Regions from separate parts of the Mus musculus genome. Here region 1 is linked to region 2. Evidence: chromatin contacts called from public promoter capture Hi-C data. All regions are on one chromosome and are shown on one strand. Each heading gives the region's core, a stretch centred on a gene start, on an enhancer-like site or on the middle of the called end of the contact. The rest is flanking DNA. Distances are from core to core; before and after follow the strand shown.

Region 1 (5,394 bases), core at 2,489-4,988, 720 kb before region 2:
TTCATAGCTGAGGTTTCCCCTTTTCAGGTGACTTTTAGTTTATGTTAAGTTGGCACGTGAGGCTAACTATGACAGTGGCTTATCATGTTCTGGGTGGCACAGTAAAGAACCAACAAGAGAAGACCGTCAGTAAGCAAATAAAGGCAGTGCACACATTTTATTTGTCAATAGTTTTCTTCTTTACTATAAACAGACTGGTATTTCTTTCAGTAAAATAAAAGCCATAGGAAAATGAGTATTGAGGATGATTCTACCATTCATAAACAACTATGCTTAGCACACTGGGGCTTTTTCTCACCCTGTGTTTATGGGTTTATACAGCTTAGGTCATTCTCAAGATACAATTGCTTTTTATTTTTTATTGTGGCTGACTCTCTTATATGCCATGTGTACCTTCTTCAGTATTAGCCCAGCCATGAGTGTGTTTAAGGAGAAGCACATCCAGCTACAATATCTACCAACCTGGAGCCCTTGGCTGTTATGGGTGACTATGTGGTCAGTTCCTGCTGGTGACATGTGAAGAAATATTGCTTGTGGAATGGGGAGGTAGGATCTTCTCAGAAGGATTTTCAGTGGAGAGCATCCAGCTGGCATGTTACTCTGAGCCTTTTGTCTCTGTTCCTTCTTCCTGTCTGGCATGTATATGGTACTCACTGTGAGAGGTGAACAGTTAGCTACTTTGACTTTGAAGATACTAATCACCTGTGTAATTAATGACGTTGAAGGATGGAAAGACTCCAGGCCTTTTTATCTCACTAAACACCCATTCTAGCCCTGGACTGCTGTTCTCTAGACTTGTTTATATGTGAGATAACCCTTGAAATTCAATTTATTTATTGGGTCTTCTGTTACTTCTAGTAAAAATCAATATTAATATATTTAGCAAATTAATTTTAATTACTTCCTCTTCACATCATAAAGTGCTTGTTAGGCATTTAATTTCCAGCCAATTTCTCATCCTCTTTGAAAACAAACATCTTGAGTAGCTTAGACTAAACACCACAAATAATTCAGGTCCAGTCAACCCAGGGTATCAGAATAAGTAAACAAAGAAAGAGAAAGATAGCTGTTTTAGTTTGGGTTTCCATTGCTGTGAAGAGACACCATGACCAAGGCAACTCTTATACTTTGGTTTCTCCATCTATGGTAAATGAAAGTTTGGCTGGATATAGTAGCCTAAACTGGCATTTGTGTTCTCTTAGTGTCTGTATAACATCTGTCCAGGATCTTCTGGCTTTCATAGTCTCTGGTGAAAAGTCTGGTGTAATTCTGATAGGCCTGCCTTTATGTGTTACTTGACCTTTTTCCCTTACTGCTTTTAGTATTCTATCTTTATCTAGTTCATTTGTTGTTCTGATTATTATGTGTCGGGAGGAATTTCTTTTCTGGTCCAGTCTATTTGGAGTTCTGTAGGCTTCTTGTATGTTCATGAGCATCTCTTTCTTTAGGTTTGGGAAGTTTTCTTCTATAATTTTGTTGAAGATATTTGCTGGCCCTTTAAGTTGAAAATCTTCATTCTCATCTACTCCTAATATCCATAGGTTTGGTCTTCTCATTGTGTCCTGGATTTCCTGGATGTTTTGAGTTAAAATCTTTTTGCATTTTGCATTTTCTTTGATTGTTGTGTCCATGTTCTCTATGGAATCTTCTGCATCTGAGATTCTCTCTCTTCCATCTCTTGTATTCTGTTGCTGATGCTCACATCTATAGTTTCTGATTATTTTCCTAGGGTTTCTATCTCCAGAGTTGTCTCCCTTTGGGTTTTCTTTATTGTGTCTACTTCCCTTTTTAGATCTTGGGTGGTTTTGTTCAATTCCATCACGTGTTTGGTTGTGTTTTCCTGTAATTCTTTAAGGGATTTTTGTGTTTTTTCTTTTGGGGCTTCTACTTGTTTAGCAGTATTTTCCTGTAATTCTTTAAGGGATTTTTGTGCTTCCTCTTTAAGGCCTTTTACCTGTTTAGCCGTGTTCTCCTGTATTTCTTTTAGTGAGTTATTAATTTCCTTTAAAATCCTCTACCAGCATCATGAGATATGATTTTAAATCTGAATCTTGCTTTTCGGGTGTGTTGGGTTATCCAGGACTCGCTGAGGTGGGAGTGCTGGTTCTGATGATGGTCTTGGTTTCTCTTAGTAAGATTCTTATGTTTGCCTTTCGCCATCTGGTAATCTTTGTCGTTAGTTGTTATAGCTGTCTCTGGCTGGAGCTTGCTCCTCCTGTGATTCTGTTAGCCTCTGTCAGCACTCCTAGGATTCCAACTCTGTCCTGAGTCTCAGTGGTCAGAGTACTCTCTGCAAGCCACATCTCCTGTGGTAGGTAAGGTGCGCAGGTGTCCGGAGCTCAGATCTGCTTTTTGGCTGAAGATGAAGGCCTGAAACAGGGCCTGTCCCCGAAGCTATGCTGCTTCTGCAGTCCACATGTTCTCCTGAGCAGACACGTCTCTGAGGGACCTGGGTTACAAGATGGCTCTCTCACCTGCTCCAACAGTCAGAGCCCTCCCTGGAGGCCACATCTCCTCTGGTGGGAAAGGTGTGCAGATTGGCATCCAATTTTTAAAATAAATACAATAAAATAAAAAGAACATGATAAAATAAAATTGTGGTGAATGGGGATATAACTCCTCCTTTTTTATTTTATAAAGATATTGTTTTGTTAACGTTCCACAGAGCCTGTTTCACAATACCTTGTTCTTGGGGATTGTAAGGAATCCCAGTAATATGGGTAATGTCAAATTGTCTCCAAAACATCTCAATGTTTGACTGTAATAGCCAGTCCCACTATCTGTTTTAATCTGACTTGGACAGTTTCCATCTGGTCTTATAGCTGGTCCTCTGCCACAGGACTCCCTACCCAGGTGGCAACAGGAGGCAGCTAGCCTCCCATGTGTGCAGACTGCCACAGGACTCCATACCCAGGTGGCAACAGGAGGCAGCTAGCCTCCCATGTGTGCAGACAGGCCTGTGAGCACAGGTAGGACGACCACTGATGCTCAGAATGTCCCGTCTGGAACCCTCAGGACACAGGAACCAAGGAGCTGCCTGTGACAGGAGTCTTCAGGTTTCTGTCTGTGCCCAGAGCTGAACCTGTGACACAGAGCTACATACACAAATACTACCAGGAGAGAGCTGGTCTTCCACGAATGCCTACACACCTGTGAGCACAGGTAAGACCACCATTTCTCTTTAAATTCCTGGCCAAAGAGGGACCAGCCCAGAGTCATCAGGACACAGCAACCAAGGATCAGCTAGGAACAGGACCTTTCTGATTTCTATCTGTACCCCAGAGCTGACCATGTATCACATCTCTCCATACCTAAATTCCTCCCAGAGAGAACTGGTCTCCCAGGAGTACTGACACACAGGCTTGCAGAAGGGACAAGCCACAGTCAGAAACAGCAAAACCAGCTAACACCAGAGATAACCAGATGGCAAAAGGCAAACACAAGTGTTGAAAGCTGGGGTGCGGCTCACAAGAAACGGGTACACCTGGGAGGAAAGCTGGGGCTGAAAAGAGAGGGTAAACTAGGCGGTTGAGAGAAAAATGGAGCTAAGTCAAGTTTCCTAATCAAAGCTCAAATGTTTAATGGCAAATGCGCTTATAAAGGAGGTGGGGGGGGGGGAGGCCGATTCCCACCAATTCATCCTTGGAGCCTGGAATCAGCTGCAGGTGATGACATGCAGGACAGGGTGTAGTCTCCGGAATAGCTCAAGGGCCTCTCAGCAGGAGGAACAGAGGCAGTGGCTGAACAATAGAGTGATCTAGGGAGAAAGGCTCCACCCTAGGTAATCTCCATAGTGGCAGCAAGATCAAGGTCTGGCTCAGCCTACTTCAGGCTTGGGGGGAGGTTACAATTTCCTCCCTGTTATTAATATTAAAAAAAATGGACTGAGGCATAAAATTTATTTATGCTCTATAGTCCTGCCGGGGAGTTGTGGTGGCTGGCAGCAGCGCCTGTCTTAGGAAATCTTAGATCTTCCTGAACCATCCAAATTCCATCATGGAGGCTACGTGCAGCTAGTTTGTGTTATATTTCACACAAAACATGAGTCTGCGGTGTGTTATTAACAGCCACGGCCTTGTGGCATGTACCTCTGTCTTAGATTGGTATGGTTCCAAGATCTGGGTGCCCGTCATTGACTGTCTGACCCTCAGTAGCACAACTTATTCCCAATTCAGGCCAAAGCCACAATATGTACTTAGAATGCTTCTTGGTGAAGATTAATAACTGCCACCTGTGCTGTTGGAGGCGAGGCTGCACACCTGCTGAAGTCAGGCTGAAGGGCGTTGACTGACCTTCTTGAAAAACAAAGTTGAGACAGTGAAAAGCAACAGTACAAAAGCTTCTTTGGGGAAGTCCAGGTACTCCATTCAATTGCAAATTAGCAATGATCAGGCTTAGACTCAGAGCTCCCAGTATGGGGGAGGTGACTTTGAGAATCACAGAAAGGCTGTAATTTTCTGGGAGTGGAGGCTGTGCTCCAAATTAACTTTGCTAGGTAATTAGGTTTTTAGCTATCTTCCCTAGGAATCTAATAGTAGAATTATTACTAGACCAGTCCAAGATTGAGTTAGAATAACTGGTCACAATGAGGGAAGGAGAAGAATCACTATAACTCTTTCTTGTGACTAATCTTTCTAAGTCAGATTACACGGTCTCTACTGTTCTATGTCCCATAAGGTTTAAAAAGCTTGAAGCAAGGCAGCTTAGCTTGTCCAAACTGGGAAAATGGCAAACAAAGGTGGGTCAAAAACATATACCCAATTCAGCTTTCTTGTCACTATAGTCAGGGCACTCAGTGAACTCACCTGTTAGCCATCATGCTTCTGCAGCGTTCTCTAAAGAGAACCTATGCTTTTCCCTTTCCCAATAAGGTAGCTGTTTAGGATCAAGCCTCATGCCAATAAGTAGATCCTTTTCATCTCACCTAGACATGATTATGTCTGGTTTTAAGATACTATGAGGCATTTATTAAGTTCTTTGACATCCAAATTTCAAAATTCTTAAAATAAAAGTATGATTTAAATAATGTGCACAGGGATATATTAAATAATGTGCACGGGGATATAATTTCCCCCTTCCTTTGTTTTTTAAGAAGAGTTTTTAAAGTTCCACGATTCTCTGTCTTTGGGAATTAATGAATTGTTGACAAAACATTTCAAATGCTTGACTGTTATAGTCAGTATTAATATAACAAGGGCAGTGACTAATTATGAAAGAACCTAGTGGGGAAACCCCCACTCAATTTCTGTTCGGCGCGCACCCAAGAATCACGAACAGACGACCACCTTGATGTAAAAGCATGAGGTAGTTTAATGACGGAGCTCCGGGCCGACACATATCTCCCGCAGGAGACAGAGGTGTCGACCACATGGTGGAGCCATAATGGCGGAGCTC
Region 2 (5,372 bases), core at 350-2,849:
ATCCAATAATGACTGTTGTCAACACCTAGACAAAAATCCTCCAGGTACTTTAATGAAAATGTGTATATGTTTGCACACATATAGAGAAAATTCAATATTTATACATGTGTATATACAGGCACTTTTTTTTTTTTAAAGGCAGAGTTTCTATGTGTAGCCCTGGCCTGGCTATCCTGGAACTTGCTCTGTAGCCCAGGCTAGCCTCGAATTCAGAAGTCCACCTGCCTCTGCCTCCTGAGTGCTGGCATAAAGTTGTGCACCACCACTGCCTGCTATATATAGGTGATTTAAAAATGGGAAGAGTGTGAGTGTTGTCTTTACATATCACTGTCTTCTCATAGACTTAATGTATCTAAGGTTTTTAGGTAAAGACATATTGAATTTTCTCAAGTACGTAATAATCCTACCTGAATAACAGTAATTTTGATTATATGAAGAAAATTAATATATACACAAATGGGAATTAAAGAAACAATGGGCAGAAATGAAAGCCACCACAGCGAAGACCTCAGATCCCTTTGAAGTGATCTTCTTCAGAGACTCTCAAGGCCACAGGCATACAGCTGAGACCCTCACTTTCAGCAGCACATTGAAGCATTAAGAAAAAGTGTCGTTCAAATCCCCAAAGGCTGGACACAAGGACCTTTCAAATGACAAACTCTAGAGTGTACACCATGAGAACTTCCTGAAGAGTCTGTGGGAAAGGCAGCAGAAAGAGACTGAGTTCTCTGAGCCACACCCTCTATCACTCCCTGACCGCAGGAGTCTCAGGAATGGGTGGGGACGGCCAGGGGCGACCTCTTGGTGCCTTTCTGTTCTTATTAGTCTGCACATTCTTAATAGAACAAAACAAAATCCACCCCAAACTGGTAATCATTTCCTTTCCCCTAGGGGTGCAAGAGATAGGTTTGAATGACAGGGAGGGGGGAGGGGAGAGGAAGAAAGGAGGGGGAGGGGGAGAACCTGGTGAGGCGAGGGAGGATGACCACAACAATCTCCACAGCAAAGCCCTCTTCTGCTTTGTTGACATTTCTAGCTAAAACACCAGCTGGGCGTGGAGGTGACCCCGGCACAGGCTCGGGGGAATCAGGGCTTGGAGGCCTACTTGGGCTATGTAGTGAAACCCTGCTTTAAATAATTAAGTAAACAAATGCATTTGGGAAAAGTATACAGAAAGGAAAACACAGCACAATCCCGCCTCTGTCACGGTTTCAGTGCTCTTTTCCCAGGCCGCTCACTCTCTGCATATTGTCATAAAATTAGTGAAAAATGAGATCATAGGAAACCACTCTTGCAACATGCTTTCTTTTTTCTTTTTTTCCGACTTAGCAAAACACCAGAAACCTCTTTTCGTGTCATTAAATTCTAGTTAACATGTTTTACCTTTTCACTCGAATTTTTAAGCAGCACTCTTGTTATTTTACATCTCCTGTTTTAGTTGAGCGCCGATACCTGTTTTTATTGGCTGAGGCTGCGCAAGCAGTGGCCGCGGCGGCAGGGGGTGGGGGTTGGGGGGTGGGCGGCGATGGCTCTCAGGTTTCCTTTTTACATAATGAAGGCTCTTTTCTCCATCCATCTCTGCGAGGCTAGTTCCATTCATTCCACTTAATTCGTATTACTCATGCCGAAGAACACTTTCTTGCTCTGATGCCTACCGCTAATGGGCAGGCTCGACACTTTCCCTGTTTGATGAGTCACAGCCGAGGAAGGAAATCCCCCTACGAAGTGAAGTCTGTCTCTTTGCTCAGAACGAGCCTGTGTTTTTAGCAAAGATTGCTTGTGATGTTGTTATGTTACCTTAAGACATATTTTTGTTTCATTATTTAAAATGGGAAGAAAATTTCATTTGACAACATTGAACCCGTAGTCGACTGAAAAATAATAAGTATGGCCAGGGAACTATGAAAAATGAAGTTTTCATTAGTTTCCATTTGGGGAACCTTCTCTGTCTTCTCAGCCAGGAAACCTGCCCTGCCTTCCCTGTTTGCAATGCCAGTCTTTGGGAGACTGCAGCAGAGGGAACAGAGCTCAAGGCTAGCCTGGGATACATTGTGAGACTGCTTTAAAAAAAGAAAGCAATCTGGGCACACGGTGGTGCACGCCTTTAATTCCATCACCTGGGAGACAGAGGCAGGTGGATTTCTGTGAATTCAAGGTCTATATATTGAGTTTCAGCCCAGAAAGGGCTGTGTAGTGGGATCCTGTCTCAACAAACAGACAGAACAAGCAAACAACAATAATAAAAGAACCAGGGCTAGAGAGATAGCTCAGAGAATAAAGTGCTTACCACACAAAGGAGATCTGAGTTCAGATCTCCAGAACCCACAGAAAAGCTGGGCTCACACTTGAAGCTCCAGCACTGGGGGACACAGAGACAAGATCACCGGAGCTTGTTGGGGCGCTAGTCAATCTGCAGAACCTGGCTTCAGTGACAGAAGATAATGATAGAATGACAGAAAGCACCTGATGTCAATTTCTGCGCACCCCCAAATACCACGCACACACAGCAAGCAAGTAAGCAAGCAAGCAAGCAAGCAAGCAAGCAAGCAAGCAAGCAAGCAAACTTTTCTAAACTAGCAAACGACCTTACTATACAGAACTCAAGGAATGATTCCTGAGCTTAAAAAGCAGATGTGCAAGTTTAACAACAGCAAGGCCCTGGACTCTGTCCCTAACACCTCATCCACATGGACTTAGCTGACCTTGTTGATGAAGCAACAGAGTTCATTTGTTAGTACACAACAAAACATTCTACTTGTGTCATGGCAGAATATCTTTGTCTCTCATTTGACTCTGTTGATTTTTCCAGGCCCTTGGCATTTTATGCATTTTATTTCTGGCCCTGGGCTGACCTCAGCTGCCCTCGGCTGAGCCCAGGCAGAGGCCTCTCAGAGTTCATCAGGTCCTTTCTCTTTTTGTTCCTTCTTCAGCGCTGCATTGTCTGTCCCTTCTCTTCCTTCCCCTTCTCCTAACCCTCTGCTCTCCTGGGTTGTTCTGTCTCCCCGATTTCACGCCCCAGCTTTGGGGAGCCATGGCAGAAGCACATTTGGACAGCAGAACATGCTGCTGCTGCTTTTGCCCCTGAGCTCTGGTGTGGTCAACACTCATTGGAGCCCTTCAGACTTAGCCAGTACCTACCTGCATCCAGGTCTTTGACCCTGACGCTGTACATGGCTCCTTTCTCTCTTTGGCTGCATGAACATCATGCTGTCTGACCACATACTGAAAAAATACTCTATATGCACGGCAACACTTCTCTTTAAAGATTTATTTTTTATTTCTGTGCATGCTTGTGTGTCTGCCTGTGGGTTCAGGTACCTGTGAAAGCCAGAAGAAGGCTTCAGTTTCTTGTAGCTGGAGTTACAGGCAGTTGTGAGGTGTGTGATATAGACACTGTGAACCAAACTCTGATCCTCTTCAAGAGAGGAATGTACTTGTAACCTCTGAACCATCTCTCTAGCCCCAGTGTCAGGACAATTCCACCTGAGATTCTGCAAGGATGAAAATAGACACAGAAATGTGGAGTCTTAGTACAGAAGCAACAAACCAATGGAAACTCTGCTTAATTTAAAACAACTATTGATCACACGTTGAAAGAACAGTTTAACTAAATTGGGCCAAATAAAAATAAAGTATATTACTAAAATGATTTTACTTGTCTTTTTGTTGTTGTTGTTGTTTGAAAAATAAAGCTATCCAAAGATTGAAAATGATATATGTGGCTCATATTTGAAACCCTGAGTATATTTCTACTGGATAGTGTAGGCCCAGGTCTTTGAACTGTCATTTAGAAATGGCAGTTTTCTGTGCTGTAAGGCCCTGTGTGTATGTGTGTGTACACAAACATGCACATTTTTGTGGAAGCAGGGTCAAGTGTCTAGTCAGTTGCTCTCTGCTCTACTTTTTGAGACAGAGTCTAACTGACCCTGTTTGGGGCACCAACTGAGCTAGGTTGATTTGCTAGCAAGTTCCAGGAATCCTCCTGTCTCTACCTCCCCAGTAGTGGGATTATGAGCAGGGCTTAAAAAAATTATTTATTGATTTGCAGGGTTGGGAACATATGTTCCACGGTGCAGATATAGAGATCAGAGGACACCTTACACAAGTCAATTTTTTTCCTTCTACAATGGATTATAGGGATGGAACTCAGGTTGTCAGGGAATTGAACTCAGACTCTCAAGTGTACTAGGCAAGCAAGCACTTTATCAGCTAAGCCAGCAGCCGTATCTCCAGCCTGAGACTCAAGATTTCTTTTCAATTCCGTAAGATTTCCTTGTTCTTATTTTTTGAATCTTAAAGACAAGGATATAAGTACTTTTACTAATGCCTCCTAAAATTAATTAAAAGGAAAAAATGACCACTAGCTATATCTTATCTAGGATTAGATTCTTTTCACAACCACCCAAAACATGATCAATTCTTATTGATCATGGCTGTATTATAGATTTGATATTACTTTTGAACAGTTAAACTTTTATTTGCTCTGAGTACACTGAGATTGAGTCCTCAGTTTGTCCCTGAACGTAATTGCAATTCTTGCCAAGCAGATTGGAAATCTACTTTACTTTGCAGCTTGAAATTGACGCTAATTAGTGAGTTAGAGCTTTGATGTGAAAAGCATGAGAATCTACTACCAGGAAAGAGAAAAGCTACTTATCTTTAGTCCTGTCATTGTTTTATTTAGGCAGGACTATGTCCCTTGAGTTAGTTATAAGCTATGTGAATGTCCAGTGTTAGTCAACTCCGTAAAAAAATACACCTGACACTGAATGGTTTCAATGCTCATGTAACTTTGTGTGGTCTGGAGGCTACAAGTCTGGGAATCAGTGTGCCGGGGTGGTGCTGGTAAAGAGCTCCAACCAGCCTTGCTACTCCTTCTTACAAGGTGCTAATGTCACAGTGAGGGCTGTATCCTCATGGTCTGGACTTCATTTTCTCCGACAATCCTCACTTCTAAAACCAGAACGTTGGTGTAACCATAGGCTTTTCCACCCTTGCCCCAGTTCCCAAATAACATCTCAGAGGCTTATTATTTATTAATGACGGGCCTAGGTCATAAGCTAGGCTTGCTCCCCAACTAGCTCTTAATTTATATTAACCTGTTTATACTATTCTGTGTCTGCCACATGGCTGGTTACTCACCTTTTCTCACCTTCATATGTCTGACTTCCTCTAAGTCTGGGGTGGCGACTCTCCTTACTAACTCCCAGAGTTCTCTCTCTCTCTCTCTCTGTCTCTCTTCCTGATGCCCCACCTTCTAATCCTGCCTCAGCTCATCGGCCATCAGATATTTATTGATAGGTGATGCTTCCACACAGTACATAAGAGATTGTCTCTACAATTGGGAATTAACATTTCAACTTATGAATTTT

What was found. Promoter capture Hi-C pulls out the DNA fragments that hold promoters and counts their contacts.
Region 1: a contact with region 2 is called in a promoter capture Hi-C map of embryonic stem cells, with 3 times the contacts expected there. The contact joins two enhancer-like sites. A contact is called at or near these places in 2 of 39 promoter capture datasets (embryonic stem cells and hematopoietic stem and progenitor cells) and 1 of 9 other capture datasets (embryonic stem cells).

Annotation. Positions count from the first base shown.
Region 1 is chr2:18,459,410-18,464,803 of GRCm38.p6, reverse strand. No RefSeq gene overlaps it. Among named protein-coding and RNA genes, the nearest start is that of Dnajc1, 69 kb to the right of the region's middle. Within about 2 kb of position 3,738, at least 5 of the 459 cell types and tissues checked have an H3K27ac peak or open chromatin away from gene starts, as enhancers often do. A contact at or near this core is called in embryonic stem cells, where this site is marked.
Region 2 is chr2:17,737,993-17,743,364 of GRCm38.p6, reverse strand. No RefSeq gene overlaps it. Among named protein-coding and RNA genes, the nearest start is that of Mir6419, 180 kb to the right of the region's middle. Within about 2 kb of position 1,599, at least 166 of the 459 cell types and tissues checked have an H3K27ac peak or open chromatin away from gene starts, as enhancers often do. A contact at or near this core is called in embryonic stem cells, where this site is marked.